Linked DNA regions of Callithrix jacchus: region 1 is linked to region 2. Evidence: chromatin contacts called from public Hi-C data. All regions are on one chromosome and are shown on one strand. Each heading gives the region's core, a stretch centred on a gene start, on an enhancer-like site or on the middle of the called end of the contact. The rest is flanking DNA. Distances are from core to core; before and after follow the strand shown. Region 1 overlaps MAPT (microtubule associated protein tau). Region 2 overlaps MAPT (microtubule associated protein tau).

Evidence for each region. A called contact is a pair of places that touch in the nucleus more often than the background predicts.
Region 1: a Hi-C map of skeletal muscle shows a contact between it and region 2, with 6 times the contacts expected there. The contact joins two enhancer-like sites. A contact is called at or near these places in 2 of 3 Hi-C or Micro-C datasets (both in skeletal muscle).

What each region holds. Positions count from the first base shown.
Region 1 is chr5:86,679,863-86,686,039 of calJac240_pri, reverse strand. All of the region lies in intron 1 of MAPT (microtubule associated protein tau), which reads right to left. Among named protein-coding and RNA genes, the nearest start is that of MAPT, 45 kb to the right of the region's middle. Within about 2 kb of position 2,314, at least 5 of the 16 cell types and tissues checked have an H3K27ac peak or open chromatin away from gene starts, as enhancers often do. A contact at or near this core is called in skeletal muscle, where this site is marked.
Region 2 is chr5:86,645,645-86,652,103 of calJac240_pri, reverse strand. The region is part of intron 1 of MAPT (microtubule associated protein tau); the gene reads right to left. Among named protein-coding and RNA genes, the nearest start is that of MAPT, 11 kb to the right of the region's middle. Within about 2 kb of position 2,158, at least 5 of the 16 cell types and tissues checked have an H3K27ac peak or open chromatin away from gene starts, as enhancers often do. A contact at or near this core is called in skeletal muscle, where this site is marked.

The sequences.
Region 1 (6,177 bases), core at 1,065-3,564, 34 kb before region 2:
AGAAAGGAAAGACTCATGCTGGCGAGAAGAAACTGAAATAATTCTGGGCCTCAATCCAAAGAGAATAATCACTGATTGTATAAGGGCATGGATGAAAGCCGCTTTTTGGGAGGTGCTGCTGCTTTGTGCACACGGATGGCTGCGGTTGATGTCAGTTGGCCAATGCCCACCATCATGAGAAAACTCCCAGACTGTGTCTGAGAGGACAATTTGGTTCCAACCGAAGGTTTCTGGGTTTGTTGTTGTTGTTTGTTTTAACTAAAAGCTTCTCTCCTCCGTTTAATTACTGGAATAGCCAACAGTGCTTCTAAAATCTGTCATACTTGGATGGACTTTGTTTTCAGAACTATAGTAGTTCTAAAAACTACCTCATTTTTGATACTTTTTTAAATTTAGACAGAGTCTTGCTCTGTTCCCCAGGCTGGAGTGCAGTGGTGCAATCTTGGCTCACTGCAACCTGTGCCTCTTTGGTTCAAGTGATTCTCCTGCCTCAGCCTCCTGAGTAGCTGGGACTATAGGCAACCGCCACCAGGCCTGGCTAATTTTTGTATTTTTAGTAAAGACAGGGTTTCACCATGGTGGCCAGGCTGATCTCGAACTCCTGACCTCAAGTGATCTGCCTGCCTCGGCCTCCCAAAGTGCTGGGATTACAAGTGTGAGCCACTGTGCCTGGCCTGATACTTTTTCTGATTGGGCAACAGTCTTCAGTAAAGATGGCAGCGGTTGTGAGAGACAAACCGATGGTGCTCCTGTCCCTCTGTGTGTGCACAAATGTCCCTGGTCACCACTTTAATCTACCTGAAATGAATCCCCTGAACCCAGAGCCCCAAGTAGATGACACTGAGTTTCCTCTGATGTCAGAGCCAAAAAAAACAAGAGCAAAAAAACTGCCTGTCTTGGACAAACCATCTTATTCCTTAAAGGAGTAGTAGGGCTTGGAGAGAATGTGTTTTATAAAAGTGATTCATGGCCTTTATTTAAAAGTCAGATACAAAATTATAAAAGGAAAAAGCAAAGGAATGGCTCTAACATCTTAGGGCACATCCTCCAGACACCTCTCCTACGCACACACGGCATTTTCCCTGCGTGGCACCATACTACACCAGTCGTTCTGCAGCCTACTGTATCCCCTTAACGATGTGCTGGTATTAGCAAGCTTTGATTTTTTTTTTTTTTTTTTTTTTAAAACGGAGTCTCCCTCTATCACCCAGGCCAGAGTACGGTGGCGCAATCTCGGCTCACTGCAACCTCTTCCGCCTCCTGGGTTCTATTGATTCTCCTGCCTCAGCCCTCCTGAATAGCTGGCATTACAGGCATGCGCTACCATGCCTGGCTGATTTTTGAAGTTTTAGTAGAGATGGGGTTTCACCATGCTGGCCAGGCTGGTCTCAAACTCCTAATCTCAAGTGATCCACCTGCCTCTGCCTCCCAAAGTGCTAGGATTATAGGCATGAGCCACTGCATCCAGCTAGTAAGCCTTATCTTTTGGTTGACTTCCAGTAGGTATAACTTCTAGCATTATTGTTGAGAGGGGGTCCCTACCTTCCAGCTCTAACAGGCAGCAAATGGTCCACAAACCAACTCAACATTACCCTTAAATATGCTAGAGAGGGGAGGGGCTGGCTTTGACATCTTCCCCTCCTTTTTTGCCATGTATACTCTTCCCTTAATAGCAGGAATAAATATTTCTCTAGCCAGGCACTGCTACACATTTATCTTGTTTAATCCTCACATCCACATAGGTGTAAGGCACTGTTATTAGCCTGTTATCCCCATTTTACACCTGACGTGCAGCTGCCAGGCCGAGGAAGGACACCCGTGGCATTGAATCTGCAGTCCCAGCCTTCAGGGGCACTGGATGGCTTTGGAGACCTCCACCAACCAATCACGAAACCCCACTTGAGCCCTAATGTGGGAGGAGCCACTCCAACAGCACCTTTGCGGGTACACAGGCCCTCTCTGCTCCATTTTATAGCTGGGAAAACTAAGGCCCATGAGGCTGAGGAATCTCAAGCGGACCCAGAGAGAGTGGGGACAGAGTCTGACAAGAGGTGACTTGCTGGAGAGTTCCGCTTTACAGTGGGAAGTCAAAAAGCGGGAGGGCTGGTGGGGCTGTCGCAGCAGCGTCATGGCCACTCTCTGAGGATAAATGGGCCTCCTTATAGTCAGGCTGTTGCCTCAGCAGCACCTCTAGGTGCTACAAGGCCTCTCAGAGCCTCCCTTGGGCCACTGGCCAAAGAGCACTGTGGGCTCTCGGAAGTACCTGCTCCTCCATCGGCGGCTACCTAGACTGGTGAAGGTACCCTGGGAACGATGCACTGCCTCAGCCTCACAGCAGGGGCTGGGGAGGCTCCCTGCTTGGCTTCTCCTTGGACCTGGAGCTCACCCATGAAGCCAGGCCTCATGGTGTGGGGACGCCACATGCGTATCTATCCCCAACAGGTGCACAAGAGGCCACTCACCCCCAATCCCTCTCCTGGAAGGCACCATGTCCAGCCTTGTGAGTGGATGAGTGCCTGGACTCCCTGGGCCCCTGGGTTTGGAGGTGGAGGCTTTGGCTTCATGTCTTCCTGAGGGATACCTGTTCTTGGCTTGGTTCTCTCTGTGGATCTGGGTGGGAAAGGAGCCTGGACAGGAGTCAGAAACCCTGGGCTTAGTAAGGGGTCCACTGGCTAGCTGATGAGGCTGGGCCAGTCACTTGCCCTCTCTGAACTGCAGATTCTTCATTTGAAACATGGTGATGATGACACTCCTGTCTCAGTGGGTGGCTGTGTTACTGGAAAGAATGCATGGGAAAGGTGGCATTTTAACAAGCAGGGATGTTCTGGACTGACGTGAGGTGCTAAAGTCATGACGAGGGAGCTGGAGAGAGAGACTCCTGAAGACAGAGGAGAGGAGGCTGGACCTGAGGGAGAACAGCAGGAGCCAGTAGAAGAGCCTTTGTCCCAATCTCTGCCCTGATGGAGGTGGGGTGACAGCAGGAAGAGGTGAGGGGCAGCTCTGAGCCAGCCTTGGAGAGGAGGGAAACAAAGGGCAACTTCTGTGGAAGTGGCGGAATGAAGGCAAACTTCAAAATGAGAACCAGAGTCTGTTCCTCCTTCCTTCCAGCACTGGTGCCCAGACAATGTGACAGGCAAGCACAGGGAAGATGAGAAAGGTGATCCAGGGGACAGAGGGCCTGGCACTTTCTGCACTAAAGTCTTGGCTTTCGGGAAACGCACCCAGGAGCAGTGGGGTAGGTAGGGGTTTGAAAGGCCACAGAAAATGGCTAGAAATGGGCTCTTTTTGCCATGATATTTCATTAGATGGAGACAACAAGGAAGACAGGAGGGAGAGGAAGATTAGGAAGAAAAGGTAATCGTTTTTAAGACGTTTTCACTTCTAATTTTTGAGTCTGAGGGCACACTCTGAAAGGCGCAGGGGAGAGGAGGATGGTAATTCTGCTGGAAATCAGCAGTTGTCCACCAGTAACAAGTGACCTGAGCTCAGCCCTGTCTTGGAGGGACAGAAGATAAACTTTGTCTGCGGAACACATGTAAGAAGTGCCACACTGCCGGGCACAGTGACTCACACCTGCAATCCCAGCACTGTGGGAGGCTGAGGTGGGCAGATCCCTTGAGGCCAGAGATTCAAGACCAACTTGGTCAACACGGCAAAACACCAACTCTACTAAAAATACAAAAACATTAGCCAGGCGTGGTTGCACATGCCTGTAATCACAGGTACTCAAGAGGCTGAGGGACAAGAATCACTTGAACCTGGGAGGTGGTGATTGCAGTGAGCCAAGATTGTACCACTGCACCCCAGCCTGGGGAACAGAGTAAGATTCTGTCTCAAAAAAAGAGAAGTGCTACAGCAGGGCAGGCTTACCCATCTCGGAATTTTCTCTTTGACAGAGACAAAGTGCCCCCAGACACTTCTGCATGGTGGCATCAGGGCCAGAGATAAATACAGAGTAGTGCAGGTGTCAGACCAGGCTGCCTGGAGTCCACTCCAAATCCTTCACTTAGGAGCTGTGCAACTTTGGGTAAGTCATTCAACCTCCCAGAGCCTTTGTATTATCTGTAAAATGTGGGGATTAGATGAGTTAATGCATGCCAAGTGTTTAGAACTGTCGCTGGCTGTCCATGAACCCTACTTGCTTACCATCGTTAAAACCTTATCATTCGTTAATTTAGCCAAGCCTTTCTGTCTCCTGTTTGTATTTTCAAACTAAACAGCTTTTCAGGGCAAAGGGCCCACCCCATTCTGGATCCTGGTATTGGGAGGGCTTTGCCTAGATTTGCATTCTAATAATGCCCCAGCCCCCATCTGAGTTTGAGAGGTGCCTAGAACTAGTTCTAGATTCGGAGCCCGCCAGGAGGAAGCAATGCTGGGAAGCAAAAGAAAGACTGTGGAAGGCTCTAAAGGCTCTAGTTTGACAGTACCCATGACACGTGGTGCCCCTTGGCCCTCTTGATGCAGTCTCCGGCCAGGCAGGGCAGATGGCAGACCCTGTGAGATCATCCCCTAGTCCCGTGACACCCTGGGGACAGAGCCAAAACCATGTCCTGGTGCACCCTGTGTGAAGCCAACTGCTTTGTAAGGAGGAAAAAACATACATGCTGGTCTAGAGAGGTCCATGCATCATCAAGTGAAAACAGTCGTTACAGAAATGTGCATGTACAGGATTTTTATAAACAAGAATATATATGTGTAGTTTAAAAAAAACACCCTAGAGCATATATGCCCAACAAGAGCTTTCTCTGAGAAGAAAAATATAATTAGGGAGATTTTCTCTTATTAGTGTCTACATTTTTCTCTCATTATACTGTTTCATAGACATGGATTATGTTTACAATCAGATAAGAAGCAATAAATATGTTCCCATTTTGACGAAACAAAATGCCCATGTAACAGAGTCACATTCCATTGAAGATCTGTCCCTCGGTGCCCTGTGGGTCTGGCTCAATTTAAATGGACACGTCAGAATTCGGATGGACAAAGTCAGAAATACACACCTAGGTTCTGGGCTCCAAGAACACGATTTCAGAAAAAGCAGCCCCTCTCAATGCCAAATGTCCATTATTCAACAGAACAGTCAGAGAACAGCCTGGACATTTATGTCCAGAAACAGAAATTAGTCACATACCTGGAAGGAAGGAGGGAAGGAGGGAAGGAGGGAAGGAGGGAAGGAAGGGAGGGAGGGAGGGATGGATGGGGAATGAGCACACAAAGGAGAAAAAGCTGGCAAGAAAGAAGCACAGAGTGTGTAGACACAGAAGAGGAAATGAAGTTTGGCTTGGAAAATGGCAAAACTCTACCCAGGGTGGAAGCCAGGGGCGTGGGGAAGGAGGAGTGTCTGAGAGTCATTAAGGGGGAGACCCAGGAAATAAGGAGTCAGCCTCAGTGCTGTGCCCGCCACACCTGCCTGTGTCTGAGAGGCTTCTGGGTCTTCCAAGAGCCTTAAGAAAAGACCATCAGAATCATCAAGGAAGACTAAAACTGCTGAAGTGTAACTCAGAGTGGGAGAATTTTATGGAATGTGAATGATCATCTCAATAAAGATGTTTCCTGACAGTTGCAAAGGAGGCTCAAACTTAAATTTATTTCCTTTTGCTCAATCTAAAAATAGAGATGGCCTTCAGTTTTCGTGTAGGTGAGAGCTGTGGCCTCCCAGCTGGCCTGAAGAGTCTGGTTTGGTCAGGCCTCAGCCTCCCCAGTCTCCTGTTCTCCAACTGAAGCCCTCTGGCTAGCCGGAACAAGGAAAAAGCAATTGACCCGAGGAACTCCTTGTATACGAGTCTCCTCTCTGCTTGTCAATCTGGCTTTGGTTCAAACCTCATCACTGGGGAGAGTCTGAATTAAAACACCAAGGTGGCTTCCCATTGTTTATGCAACCTCAGATGCTTTTGGAAAGGACTTTAAAGAAAAAAGTCCCCTGATAGCACCTAAAGTGGTTACCTAGCTCTTTGGGAATCCCTCTAGTGACAGAGAGCTCATTACCTTTTGAGGGCACTCATTCTATTTTCGTCTTCTTTGATTGACAGAAACTTTTTCTGTCTATAGCTAGAGACTCTGGCAAATGGGTCCTGCTCAGTGCCCTGGAGCCACGCAGAACATGCCGGTCCTTCATCCAGGAGGCCCTTCACAGATTCAGCCTCCCCGCATCCCCTGTCGTCTCCTCTCAGGGGCCGC
Region 2 (6,459 bases), core at 909-3,408:
GCAGCTCCCAAGGGATCCATGGGGGCCTCTACAGGCCATGCTCAGGGCCAGGTTGACGATGCTGTCTCCAGGTGACCGCACCTTTCAGCTTCATGTACTTTTAAGACTTTTCTTGAAGAATGACTCAGTACTCACCCTTAATACAATTTAGAGACTGAAATGATCCCTGTGCCTGCTCCACCTGCTCCAAACCTCAACAAAACAGAAACTAGGGTGGGATCTCACATATGGTTTCTTCGCTTTGTAGCTGGTGGATTTTCTAAAATGTGGCAGAGAAGGTAGGAGGCAAGGCCAGAACTGAGAAATGACTCTTGCTTTTAGTTAGAGGGAGGGTGGCTGTGGGAAGTGTATTTCAATGCCATAAAAGTACCCTGTGAGGTTGCAAATTCTAAGTAACTCGATATGCATAACCCCAGCCTCAGCTGTGTGAGCGACTCCCATCTCTGTTCCCCATCACTCCCTCTTTTCCTGGTCTCAGAGTACAAATCACTTTGCTGTAAACATGGGGAAAGTAAAGTGGATTTTTGAGGAAGGGGCATCAGGCAGTGTAGCCCAACAGACTTGTAAATATAGACTCAGTCTCCCCACCTCCCCTCTCACTGTAACCCATTTTCTTTTCTTTTTTTTTTTTTTGAGACAGAGTCTTGCTCTGTCACCTAGGCTGGAGTGCAGTGGCATGATCTTGGCTCACTGTAACCTCTGCCTCCCAGGTTCAATCGCTTCTCCTGCCTCAGCCTCCTGAGTAGCTGGGATTATAGGCATGTGACACCACACATGTAATTAGCATGGCTAATTTTTGTATTTTTAGTAGAGATGGGGTTTCACCATGTTGGTCAGGCTGATCTCAAACTCCTGACCTCGTGATCCACCCACTTCAGCCTCCCAAAGGGCTTGGGATTACAGGCGTGAGCCACCTCACTCGGCCACTGTGAAAAACCCTTTTTCTTAACAGTAGAGGGCTGACCTTGTCTGCCTTGCTCAGGGAAACAGTCTCACTTTTAATTAAACTTCTCCCTGTAGACACTGTCTGGGAAGGTGAATGCCATCTTCCCTGGGCTTGCACGCCAGGCTCCTCTCATCCACATTTTCCAGCCTCTAGCCACATGGACCCCTCTCTCTGGAAAACATGTGTGGGGGCTGTGTGTGAACATTTTTCATGCTTGACATGAGCTGGAAGAAAAATGAGCTTCTCCATTTGATAAGTGTAGACCTGCCCACAGCACTAAATTTGGTTCTGCCGTCACTGGTGCCATGAAGCAGCAGCCTGGTTTAGAGGCTTGCCTTCAGTTTCAGATCATTTCTCCAGGCTCATGTTACATATGACCCATTCACAGAGGCTGGAGGGCACGGCTTCTCCAGTCCTAAGCACTAAAGACATGTCATTTGGCTCCTGCACAACTAGCATAATGAGTGGATCCAGATGGGGGATGCTCTGGGGTTGCAGAGGCAGGAAGGCAAGTGGGGAGGGCTTGGGCCTGGACAGAGGCGTGATCTGGCTGTCTCCCTAGCTGTGAAGTCTCTGAGCCTCAGTTTGCTTCTCTGCAAAATGAGGATAATAATCCCCGCCTCGTTGGGACTGAGGATTAAATGAGGCAATGGTTTTAGAAGAATAATCCTCTGCTCCTATTATTATCAGCATCTTTGTATAGCAAAACCCATCTGGACCAATGGGGAGTGTGTTAAGTTGGTCTGAAGTAGGGCAAAGGAACAATTATAGAATATTTTAAAGGAAATGTGGTTTTTATTATTTCCAAGTACAGAGTACTGGAACTGAGTACTAGTAGGTGGAGGACTGACTTGATTTAAATAAGGAAAGCTCATTTGACATTAGCCTGTTTGATTTCTCAGCATCCAACTGTGTTAATCAAGAGGGTTTTGAGCTACGTTTGCGCCCAGCTCTGTGACTGGCGAAGCAAAGTCATGTAAGACACAGTCCTTGCCCTCACAGGATGTGCAGCTTGTGGTCAGATGAGTCCTACACAGGAAGCAGGGAAACTGAGGCGCTGGGGAGCACAGCGCTGCCACAGGTAAGAGGAAACATGTAGTCTCTGGAGCTCGAGTGCCCAGGCTGGGGAAGGCTTCAGGGAGGACAGAGACTGAGGAAGGTCAGGGCGATTGAAATAGGGGGTGGGGCAGGGAGAGAGGGGAAAGGCTGCCATGGGTGGGCAAGGGGCAGAAAGAGCACGGCGTCTACGAAGGAGCCATGGGGCAGGCTGGTGAGAAGCGGGAGGTGGGACTGGGCTGGGAGGTGAGCTGAGGCGTGGGGACCTGGGCTGGCAGCTCAAGGCCAGCTTGGCTTAGCAGGCGATGCTCATGGCAGGACCACACTTGGAGAGGGCAAGGGCGGGTGACAGGGCTGCTCTGGGAAGAATTTGGCAATGGCATGCAAGACGGATTGGGTATGAATTTTGGAACTGAAACAGGGAACAACTCATTACTGTTTCCATAAGGATCCGAGGGTGAGGTGATAAGGCCTAAACTCATTTTATTACGGTGAGAATGTGACTGGAAAGAGAGAGGGCAGACTGAAGTAATGCCTGGAAGATATTGACGGGTCTGTTCCAAGAGGCAGAGGGAGGAGAAGAGTTTAAGGCTCCACGATTTGCCATATTGGGGACTGAAAGATGGCAGATTCCAGTGACCGAAGGGGAGTGGACCGAAGGCAGTAATGGGGGGCAGCATTTTACTAAAACGCAAGGCTATGGGGCCACTGGACGCCCAGAACTGGCACCCAAACCTGGCCACGCTGGAGAAAAGATGGGCCATTGTCAGGCTGGGGTTACACATATACCCTGACCTCCCAGCATCCACACTCCAGAGAAACCCTCCATTCATAGGGTGAAGGCAAATTGACTTCAGCCCCACTCCTGCTCAGTTCAAATTCCAGGTGCAAGCAGTTCAATTAACGAGCCTTCACTGTGCCTTTGCCACCAAACAATCATCAGAATATTTCACCATCCAAGTCAACGCCTGGCTTTAATTTAATCACTCTTGCCTTAATCGATTCCTGTCACATGCTAAACACTGTGAGTGGCCGGGAGAGGCTGCTCCTAGGCATAATTAGAATATGAGATTCTGTACCAAATCCCTGTCTGATTAGGAAGAAACTGAAAACTCCGGAAAAAACGGAAAAGCACCCAGGAAATTCCATCCAAGGGTTGTGACTTGAGCCAAGAAGGAAGTCCCAGCCCTTCCCCGGAGAAGTCAGCACTGGCAGGGGCTGGAAATCACTTGTGGTCATGCTCAAGGCCCCCTCACCCACTATCTTGCACCCTGGTTTGGGTCTCCTTCCTTCTAAAGAAGGGGACAGACAAGATCAGTGCAGGCTGGACTGTGGCCACCCATGCATCCCTCCTGGGCATGGACCCTGCTGGCTGAGCCCTCACCCCAGGAACCAGCTGCACCATCTGACTGGTGCTAAGGGAGCCAGGTGGCAGCAGCTATACTATTTCAGATCAGGCTAAAGTCAGCCCATGAAAGACTTCAGATCAGCACCTGACCTCGGCTCCTGGGAGCATCCGCCATCCCTGCAGAAATTCTGAGAAGCTCAAAGGAATTCTCTCGTTTTATTTCAGTTCTATGACTATGTGAAGAGAGGACAGACCAGAATATTGTCCATTCTGAGGGGGAAGACAGCATAATCTCCATTTCCCAGATGGAAATATGGAGGCACGGGAAACCTTAATCTTGGCCGAAAATCTCTTAGGTGAAAAATGGGAAGTCTGCAATTAAATTCAGGGCTTGGCAACCCTAAGCCGCCAGAGGTAACAGGGCACACAAAATGAGGGCGTGGCTCGCTTCTGGAATTCAGTCTTGCTGGCAACAAATGATAAGATCTTTTTTAAGGTCTTTTTTTTTTTTTTTTTTTTAACTTGGCCTAGACTGTCAACTTATAGCATGAATCCCACTGATTAAAAGCTTTTTTTTGCATTTCTCATCAGCCATCACACATCAGTTCATGATTATTTATAGCACTTTAGTGACATTGAAAGGGATTTATTTCAATTTATTCAGTCTTTATTAACACTCTACAGGGAACAGAGCGCAGTCGCCACTGGCCTTTTCTCAGACGCAGCTGAGATGCTAAGAAGGGAGGAACTTCAGCACTAAAGGAAGAACTGAACCCAGTGGAGAGAAGCCCAGGTGGCAAGTTATCCCGTAGGATTATCCGGGAAAAATATTAAATAGGTTTTAAGAAGGTTCAGGTGAGTTTATGAATGATCACTCCATTATTCAAGCGGATTTAGGGATGTTCTGTAAAATCCTCCATTTCTAAGCCGGCCTCACAGAGAGCAGCAGCAGAGGGAGGCAGAGGCTGAGCTGCTGCACTGGGGATTGGGGCCAGCGTGGAATTTCCCCTGCTCACAGGGAAAAGACAAGACAGAAAACTGATGGTGGGAGGGCTGGTGACTCTTCCAAACGGCTATTCCTCATGTTTTCTGGCAATTAGCAACTATGAAAGGGACAGGTTCATATGCATCTACACCATGATTTTGCTATGCCCCAATGTAACAGGAGGTCATAGAAAAAAGTTTTATTTGCAATATATAACCTTAACTTGGCTTATTAACATATGCTGACTTAAGTTCTGATGCACTGTCAAAGCAGAAAGCTGCTCAGGTTTTCAGCAAGCCCAGTATAAAAAAATCCATGCAACAAATAAGTAGTGAATATTCACTTTTAGATACATGTAAATATAAACAGAATTTAAAAACATTTTAGAGACAGGGTCTTGCTGTGTTACTCAGGCTGGAGTGCTGTGGCACAATCATAGCTCACTGTAGCCTTGAACTCCTGGGCTCAAGCAATCCTCCTGCTTCAGCCTCCCAGGTAGCTAAGGCTACAGACGCATGCCATCACACCCCACTGATTTTCAGTTTTCTTTCGTAGAGACTGGGTCTTGCTTTGTTTTGGCCAGGCTAGTCTCAAACTCCTGGCTTCAAGTGATCCTCCAACCTCAGCCTCCTCAAGTGCTGGGATTACAAGTGTGTGCCACTGAGCCTGGCCTCATTTTTATACATACAACCAAAGAGATTCATTAGGTTGTAACCTTCCCTTAGGCATTTAAGCATTTGGCTTTAGATTATTAATTACCCAAGAAGTCTCTTTTTGAGGGATAGGCCATGCGAGGGGGATGAGATAAGACAATAGTTTGATGCCACTGTCCAATTAAGAACAATTGGAAAGAGGCACTCCTGAAATGGACTGCAAATCAATGGCAGAACTGGATCCGATCCAGGACAACCCTGCTGACACCTGGTTTAGAACACTGGCTGCAATTCAGGAGAAAGAGCTGTCCTTTATGCTGGGGGAGGAGCACCATCCCATGGTTCCGTGAGTGGGTCCTTCCCAGCGCTTCGTTCCTGGCATTCTGTGCCATCTGTAGATCACATGACAAGCAATTATGGATCCAGGGGTCTTCTAATATCCTTGCTATCCCAGGGAGGAGGACACAAGGATGAAAGCGCATCCCTGCCTGGACTTTTTGTAGTAAAATTGCAGACTTAGCTCCCAAGACATCACCAACCTTCCCAGTAAAACAGAAAACTGGGCCATAGGTTAGAAGGAAAACCAGCAGCTGAGACCAGAGATAATTATGTCCCTCTTCTCTTTGATGCCTGGATTTAGCAGTAGGGTGGACAGGGCCAAAGGAGAGGAATGAATCAAACATTATTATCAATGGCTTCGGATTTAATTCTCACTTGCTGACTTAAAACTGTTTTTAGTTGTTGGACATTGATCTGAGACTCCTCTGGGGAGTTAATATAGCAAAGGGAATTTAAACTTATTTTCAGTCTGATGGGGAGGATTTTGTAATGCCCTCTTAAGTTGGGATTCTATGCGAATGACTTCAAAGTGCTGTGCTAGTCCTGGCAGACAGGCAGAAGATGGGCGGGGAGAACGCCCACCTTTTACTTATTTAACAGTCTCCCCAGTAGGTGTTCTCCTGATACCCTGTAAGAATAAGACAGGAAGGTTCTGTAAATATGCAAGGCTGGGGGCCACACAGCCTGATGTCTGCAGTCAGGATGGTCTCTTATCACAGCCAAGCACTTACTAAAGGTCCTCTGTGCCCATTCAAAACCTTCCGGGTCCACCATACTGCTATAATAATCACATACCCTAAATAAGAGGCAAGCTGGTTGGGTGAGGTGGCTCATGCCTGTAACCCCAGCACTTTCGGAGGCTGAGGTGGGTAGATCACCTGGGTCAGAAGTTCAAGAACAGCCTGCCCAACATGGTGAAACCTCAGCTCTGCAAAAATATAAAACGTAGCTGGGCATTATGATGGGTGCCTGTAGTCCCAGCTACTGAGGAGGCTGAGGCAGGAGAATTGCTTGAACCCAGGAGACGGAGGTCGCAGTGAGCTGTGATCGTACAATTGTACTCCAGCCTGGGTGACAGTGAAACTCCATCTCAAAAAAAAAATAATAATAAGGTGCAAGCTTATGGAGTAGA